2 separate regions of the Mus musculus genome follow, and region 2 is linked to region 1. A link is a contact called in public Hi-C data. All regions are on one chromosome and are shown on one strand. Each heading gives the region's core, a stretch centred on a gene start, on an enhancer-like site or on the middle of the called end of the contact. The rest is flanking DNA. Distances are from core to core; before and after follow the strand shown. Region 1 overlaps Dst (dystonin). Region 2 has its middle 44 kb from the start of Mir5103.

The links. A called contact is a pair of places that touch in the nucleus more often than the background predicts.
Region 2: a Hi-C map of uterus shows a contact between it and region 1, with 5 times the contacts expected there. The contact joins two enhancer-like sites. A contact is called at or near these places in 6 of 484 Hi-C or Micro-C datasets (bone marrow-derived macrophages, embryonic retina, embryonic stem cells and 3 more), 1 of 115 datasets of contacts at active chromatin or transcription factors (heart atrium) and 3 of 9 other capture datasets (adipose tissue, liver and pancreatic islet).

What each region holds. Positions count from the first base shown.
Region 1 is chr1:34,244,728-34,248,346 of GRCm38.p6, forward strand. It overlaps Dst (dystonin), which reads left to right. Exons shown (of 103, transcript NM_001276764.1): 63 at 2,922-3,088. Among named protein-coding and RNA genes, the nearest start is that of Gm26788, 68 kb to the left of the region's middle. Within about 2 kb of position 1,769, at least 10 of the 459 cell types and tissues checked have an H3K27ac peak or open chromatin away from gene starts, as enhancers often do. A contact at or near this core is called in heart atrium and uterus, where this site is marked.
Region 2 is chr1:34,387,834-34,391,452 of GRCm38.p6, forward strand. No RefSeq gene overlaps it. Among named protein-coding and RNA genes, the nearest start is that of Mir5103, 44 kb to the right of the region's middle. Within about 2 kb of position 1,663, at least 56 of the 459 cell types and tissues checked have an H3K27ac peak or open chromatin away from gene starts, as enhancers often do. A contact at or near this core is called in heart atrium and uterus, where this site is marked.

The sequences.
Region 1 (3,619 bases), core at 519-3,018:
GTCCCCCATTGAACATAAAATCTAAAGGGAAAGAGAGGCCGTGGAAAGCCAGCAAAGTCCATGTGTGACCTAGAGGGATTCCAAAGCAGAGATGAGGGGAGGATATAGCTGTGACAGAGCCAGGGCTAGGGGCAGGAAGTACTGGAGAAGAGGAATCCCGTGAGCAGCTCTAAATAGAACAGGCAAGAATCGCTTCACTGGCTGGGTGGCATTTGGACAGGAAAATCGTTGTTGCCTAAATACATGAGATCTCGCCACGGGAATTGTATAGAGTAAATACTGGCAGGTTCTCCGAGTTGAGCGGAGTGCAAAGGGCTCGGATCCTCTGTTCACGCACCTGGGGACATGCTGCTGTATGTCCTGGTGCTGATAGACAGAGGACTGCTTGAGACAACATGTGCAGTTCGTGGTGTAGTGGTCAGACATGGAACACTGAAGGACATTTCCAGTGAGGGAGCAGCTGTGATTTGAAATGACACATGGAAAAAGGCATACTGTGTGGCCCTATATATCGTATACCTCAAAATTGCCAAAAGACTTTAAATACCCTCAACACAATAGCAATTTTGAGCAGAGGAACTACTAGCTATGTTAATTAGTTTGATTAAATTGTTTTCCAGTGAACACATGTACTAAAACATGACACTGTAGCCCATAAACTGTTTACTAGTTTAAACTTTAAAAAAAGTCTACATTGGCCTCAGATTTTTACCAACTTACTGCTTCCTTTAATTCTGCATTACACATTAGCACTCTCCAAATTCCCTGAAAACTTCAGCCAATTAGGAAGTGGTGGGAAGCCGGGCGTGGTGGCGCACGCCTTTAATCCCAGCACTTGGGAGGCAGAGGCAGGCGGATTTCTGAGTTCGAGGCCAGCCTGGTCTACAAAGTGAGTTCCAGGACAGCCAGGGCTATACAGAGAAGCCCTGTCTCTAAAAAAAAAAAAAAAAAAAAAAAAAAGAAGGAAGTGGTGGGAAAAATAAAGCCAGGCCTCATGGCTCAGGCCTGTAATCCCAACTCCTTGGCTGGTGGAGGTAGGAGGGTCCCAAGTTCTAGGCCCACAGGAAGACAGCCTAGTGAGCAACTCAGAGGGAGCCTGGGTGGAATCTAAAAGCGGAGAAGAGGCTTGGGGACATGGCGCAGTCATAGGACAGTAGCCTAGAATGCAGGAGGCTCCAGTTCAGACTCCAGGACCAGACAGCAAAGAAGGAGGGTTAAGGCGACACCCTGGAAATCCCGTGCATCGGTGTGGCTTTAATTATATAACTGCCAACATCAACTGAGTTATTCTCCCAGGGACAGTTAATAATGCACAGTCAACAAAGCCCATTTACTGACTTTGTCTTCTTAATAGCCAAAGGTTTCTCTATTCCAGTTCACCAGAAGTAACTCACTTGGGCTGGCAGGCTAGCTCAGTGGGTAAAGGGCTTGTCACCAAGCCAGACAACCAATCCTCAGATCCTACAAGGAGACAGTAAAGGGCCAACACTCGCAAGTTGTCCTCCTGCGCGTGTGTAATTTATAGACTTCACATTGTTTACGTGATGCCCTGAACTGTGTCGAGAATATCCATGATCCTTTCCCTTGGGAAATCTGTATTCCCTTTCCTTCCCTCCTCCGTGGTCTTAATCTCAGTGTATGCCTGTAGCATGCTACTTCTGGGTAAGTGTTAAGTTGTTACTCCTTAGCGGTCGTCTGCCAGGATCAGAGTAAGTAAGCAGAGGCCTGGCAGGGTGAGCTCCTGCGTCTGGTTGCTGGAGCACGCACTTACTACGTGGGCAGTTGACTTGCTTTGATTAGTTAGGGCAAGGTGACCCTGAGTCTGGCACTCGGCTAGATTTGGACTGAATTTTCTTTTAGCTGCTATGTCCTGAAACCTTAGTCCTCTTGGCAGTTCTTAAGAACCCAGCGCACCCACACTCTTCTTTTTGGGTGTCTGAGGGTTCTGCTCAAGTTTCCGTCCTCATGGGGTCCTCAAAGCGCTTCTTCCAGGGAAGGCCAGGAGCCTTCTGTCCTGCAGGCATGGTCTGGTATTAACCTGTCTGCCTGAAATGCATTGCCTCACGTGAACCGGGGTTTTGACTGACGGGAGTCTGTTCTTTGGCAGTCGATAACTGCTGGATGCTTAGGGCAGCCCTGTTTTATGAAAGTGAGGAGAGTGTTGTACTTTTCCCATGGTTCAGTCTGCTTATCCTACATGCATCGTCTGCTCCGTGATTTTGTACAAAATCTATCACAAAGATTACAGTGACCTGGGGCTAGAGAGATGGCTCAGCGGCTAAGAACACTGACTGCTCTTCCAGAGGTCCTGAGTTCAATTCCCAGCAACCACATGGTAGCTCACAACCATCTATAATGGGATCTGACACCCTCTGCTGGTGTGTCTGAAGATAGCTACAGTGTATTCCTATACATTAAATAAATAAATAAATAAATAAATAAATAAATCTTTTTTAAAAAAAAAGATTACAGTGACCTTATCAGTAGGGGTTGTCTGTTGTCAAAGCCACATCTCAGTGTCTGACACAGCAGTTACTCAGCCAAACGCTCTTTCTGTTTATTCTTTGGAGGCTTTTTTAAAAAATGACATTTATTTATTTATTTATTTATTTATTTATTTATTTATTTATGTGCCCTGCGTGCGCCTTGTCGTGCATGTGGAGGTCAAAGGACAAGTTGCAGGAGCTATTTCTCCCCTTCCACGTTGCAGGTCATGAGGGTTGGTGGCAAGCCACCTTGACCTAAGGCACTCTCTCACTGCCCCCAAATGAATTATTTTTAAAACCCCACTCCTCATTTTTCCCATGTCTATCCATGCGTATGTATGTATGTATGTATGTATGCATGCATGCATGAGTTCTATCTTATATTTATTTAAACATTCTTCTGCCTTTTAAAAACACGGCATGTTTTGTCTGAAGCTTCTGCAAAGACTTCTGGAAGACCGGAAGTCTACGGTGGAGGTGATCAAAAGAGAAGGAGAGAAAATCGCTGCTTCGGCAGAGCCTGCGGACAGAGTGAAGCTCACGAGGCAGCTGAGCCTCTTGGACAGTAGATGGGAAGCGCTCCTGAGCAGAGCTGAAGCAAGGTACCTAGCGGTGACATGCTCAGGGCTGTAGGCTGGGATAACGCTTGCCTTTACGTCCATGTCCTCCGTGTCTGTTCGTCACGGGGCTGTGGTGCACCAGTCCCCGTTCTTCTGATGTCCTGTGGCCACCAGCCGCATCCCTGCTCATTAAGAAAGCATTTTCCTTCACTGGTAATTCATTCATTTGTGCGAGACACAGTCATTCGCTACTTACCCTGCGTCAGGTACAGAGCTAGGTGTTAGCTTACGAGGATGAGCTACACCGGTGACCTCTGTCCCCAGACAGGTGCAGACTAACAGACTCAAAGCCGATGGGAAATGAGGACAAGAGTGATGCTTTGAAGTAAAGATGCAGGGTATGATGGGAACACATAACAGGAAGAAGTTTGGAGACAGGGAAGCAATGGCCATGTTTTAAGGGAGGAGTTGGTTAGAAAGGAGTGAAGCAGCTGGCGGTCCTCTCCCTCTGGGAAGGAGGGAGGGCTAGACTGTGGCTTTTCCAGGCTCTTGCTCTCAGTTCTGTTATTACAG
Region 2 (3,619 bases), core at 413-2,912, 140 kb after region 1:
CATAAGCTGATATGGTTTTTTGGCTCACAGTCTACACTCCCCTTTTGAACTGGCCACCTGTCACTTGTCAACAAGAGAGTCCTGCCTTATTTAGAGCTGTTTTATCATTCCTGTAGAAGCTGTCTTGATACTTTCTTGGGGGTAATATTTCCAAATTTTTCTCTGTTGGTGCCTTTTGAATACTTTTGATGGACTGATGCCCACACGAGTGAGGGAAGCTGCTGCGTCCCTCAGGCAGGCTTCCAGGTCAACAGCTGCTGCTTTGGCCCAGGTAGATGCCCAGTTTCTCCCCACTGTTGGCCACTTGGCCGGCATTTCAAAGACCATCACTGTCAGCTGACACAGAGCATGCACAGGGCACCCTCTGTGCCAACTACAATGCCAAGACTCCCACTTCATCTCTGAAACGTGTGGCCTTGTACAGAGAACCACGGGTCAGCATGTGATTTAAGAAGTTGGTTATATGACATCAGATTAGCCCGGGATTAGGTTTCTGCTATAGAGTGCACCCTGATAATTTATTAGTTTCAGGAATAAACATTTTGGAGCTGACCCCTCACTTTAAACATTCAGAGTAGACAGTGGGTTATCTCACTCTACTCAGACACCTCTGTCCTCCCCATTTCTTAGGATCATCCAGCTCTATGAAGTAGGAGCTAGGCATAGGTGCTAGGTACTCCGGCCCACCTGCCTTCCATTCTGTGATGGGCATGGGAACTGCAGCCCTTAGAGGTTTCACTCAGGTAAATAAATGAAACTTAGGGGGATCTATGCCAGGGTTGAATGACAAGTCCAATCTCTTCTTAGAATCCTAAACTTATTTCTCAACAATATTAGAGGACCTCCTGGAGACAAGGATTATCTCATTAGACGACATTGAGAACTACAGTCTGGAAGTCTCCGCCACTTCTTGGGTTTGTGCAAATAACCGCTTTGCCCATACTCCCCTTTCCTAGGGAAGAGTGATAACTTCCAGGTTGCTTGGAGCTGGCAAGGAGCCTAAAAGAAAAGACCTGGGGCATCCAGGGAAGAACCTAGTTTGGAGTTTAACCTTTGCTCAGCTGATAGCCCCCAGAGTGAGCTGGGTGCTAATACACCTAGAATCCCCATGAACTGGTGACACACTGGTCTGCAGGCTATTGGGGTGTAAGAATGGGCTGTACTGTGATCGCTGGTCCTCAGACGACTCGAGGCTGAGCAGCTTGCAAGCCATCGGTTTGAGATGACGCGTTTCTCTAGGTCCTTCTGCATCAGGATGCGCCACAGAGTAAACAGCAGATGCTACAGAAGTGGGCGCCAAGTGCGCTCTAACTTTTCAAACGGTGTGGCTGGCATTTAGTTTCTCCTGAAGCTTCTGGAGTCTGTCCGGGCTATCTCCCTTATGGATGGGATTTCCCTCTGAGCCAGAGAGACACAAGAAGCCGTTGGGTCAGTGCTGATGTGGTATGGGAAATGAAAGCAGGCTTCAGAATGACCTATTAATCCCCCCCCCCACACACACACACACACTTTCCTTTCCCCATCACAGATGATGCATTAGCCTGATTAGAAATATGTAAATAAGCCACTTCCTTCCTCTTATTTTAATACAACTCTTGCTCTGCAAAATCCATTTTTTTCTTCCCTCCTCCTCCGACGGTGGAAGGAACTGATGTCATTGTTCTGTGTGGAAGACAATGAAGAGGTTTTCCATCCTTGCCAAGTACATGTCTTGCCAGGGCCCATTCCCTCTACTCAGTTTAATTATGAGTAATTGTTTGGGTTGTGATGGAAGAAATATTAGAGAATGGAAAGAGGGAACAGAGTTCAGAATATTATGCTGCAACTGATTCATGTCTTGGCAAGAACCCTTAACTAGATTTTATGCCTTGGTCTTGTGACAGTAAACAGGGCAGCTTTGCCATATAAGCACATAGAGCTCAGCTCAAGGACCTATTTTTGAAAAAGCAGAAGGATTTGAAAGAATGCAGAACCAGCAAGCATTAGCCGTTGGGTAAATTCCATGTTGGTCCTGGGCAGTGGCCTCCGCTGAGGACCGAAGCTGTTCTAAACTGGATGCTAGCTAGCGCCACTCATCTTTAGCTGGTTTGTCAAATCTTTACAGCTTGCTTTTCATATGTTAGACAATCCTTGCATTTTACAGAAAGGCTCTGACTAGTCTCTACTATATATGCTCAGAAAAGAGCGAAGGCCAAGAGCATGTTTGAGAAAGCTGGAGAGACAGACAGGATTTCAGACAGAGGCCTGAACTGTGCCAACCAGGAGGCTGAGTGTCCCTGAGCGACCATTTCTGGAAGCCTGAGCAAAGGCAGGGGACTCAGAAAGCTACTCCACATGCAGCATTGATTGGGGATTCGCTTTTACTCCTCTTTATTTACTTGGCTTGATTAGTTATTTACTTATTTAGCCAAGGCATTCAGCAGAGACCGTTGAAAATGGCAAGTGAGTTGCCACAGCTGGCCTTGATCTTGAATTCAAAACCCCCCTTTCTCAGCCTCTGGAGTAGCTGGCATAATAAGCCTGTACCATGGATCCTGACTCTGTTTCTATGTTCTAATTAACAAAGTGAGCAATAAACACAAAAAAAAGCATTTTAAAAAGGAAGGAAGGAAGAGAGAAAGAGAGAGAGAGAGAAAGAGAGAGAGAGAAGGAGAAAGAGAGAAAGAGAGAGAGAAAGAGAATGAGAGAAAGAGAGAAAGAAAGAAAGAGAGAAAGAAAGAAAGAAAGAAAGAAAGAGGGAGGGAGGGAGGGAGGGAGGGAGGAAGGAAGGAAGGAAGGAAGGAAGGAAGAGGAACCTGAGGGCCGGGTAGAGGACCCAGGTTCAGTTTCCAGAACCCATGAGGCCTGGGTTCTGTAACTCCAGTTCCAGAGGATCCAGCACCCTCTTTTGGCCTCTGTGGGACCAGGCATGCAAATGGTACACAAACATACATGCAGGCAAAACACTCATACACATAAAATTTTAAACCCTTAAAATGACCTACTATGTCACTTCCTGAAGATAATTCTGTGTTTTTAAATTCTCCTCAATTTTTACACATAAGGCATCCATTTCTGAATAATGAACATTGTAAAAAAAAAAAAAAAAAAACTGCTTTGCAATGTACTCTTGAAACTAAAACACACCCCAAGTATTTCCCTTGCTTTAAACTCCAGCAGAGCATGTTTTTAGTGGCTGGTGTGATTATATTTAACAGTTGTGTGCTTCTGTAAGGGCACATAGTGGTTAATTTGTGTTTGTTTGGATGCTACTAAAGTCCAGCATCTTTTTTACATCCTCGGGTTACCGCCTGTTTCTCTGGTTGGGGGATGATTAGTGACTTCGAATCTGAAAGACTGCTCAGTGTTAAACATAGCTCCCTCCATCAAATCTTAGGAAAGGCTTTAGGGTTGTGTGCCTTCAAATTTGGTTATGGGTTTTGTTGTTTGTGTTGGTGGTGATTAACGGGGGTCGTATGAAGCCCAGGCTGGCTTAGAACTTGATATGTAGCTGAGGACGACTTTGAACCTCTGATTCTCCCACCTCCTCTATTGCAGCTGGTGTAGGTTGTACTGGGGATTGAACTCAGGAGTTTGTACACTCTAAGAAAGCATTCTACGAATTGAGCTACATCCCCAA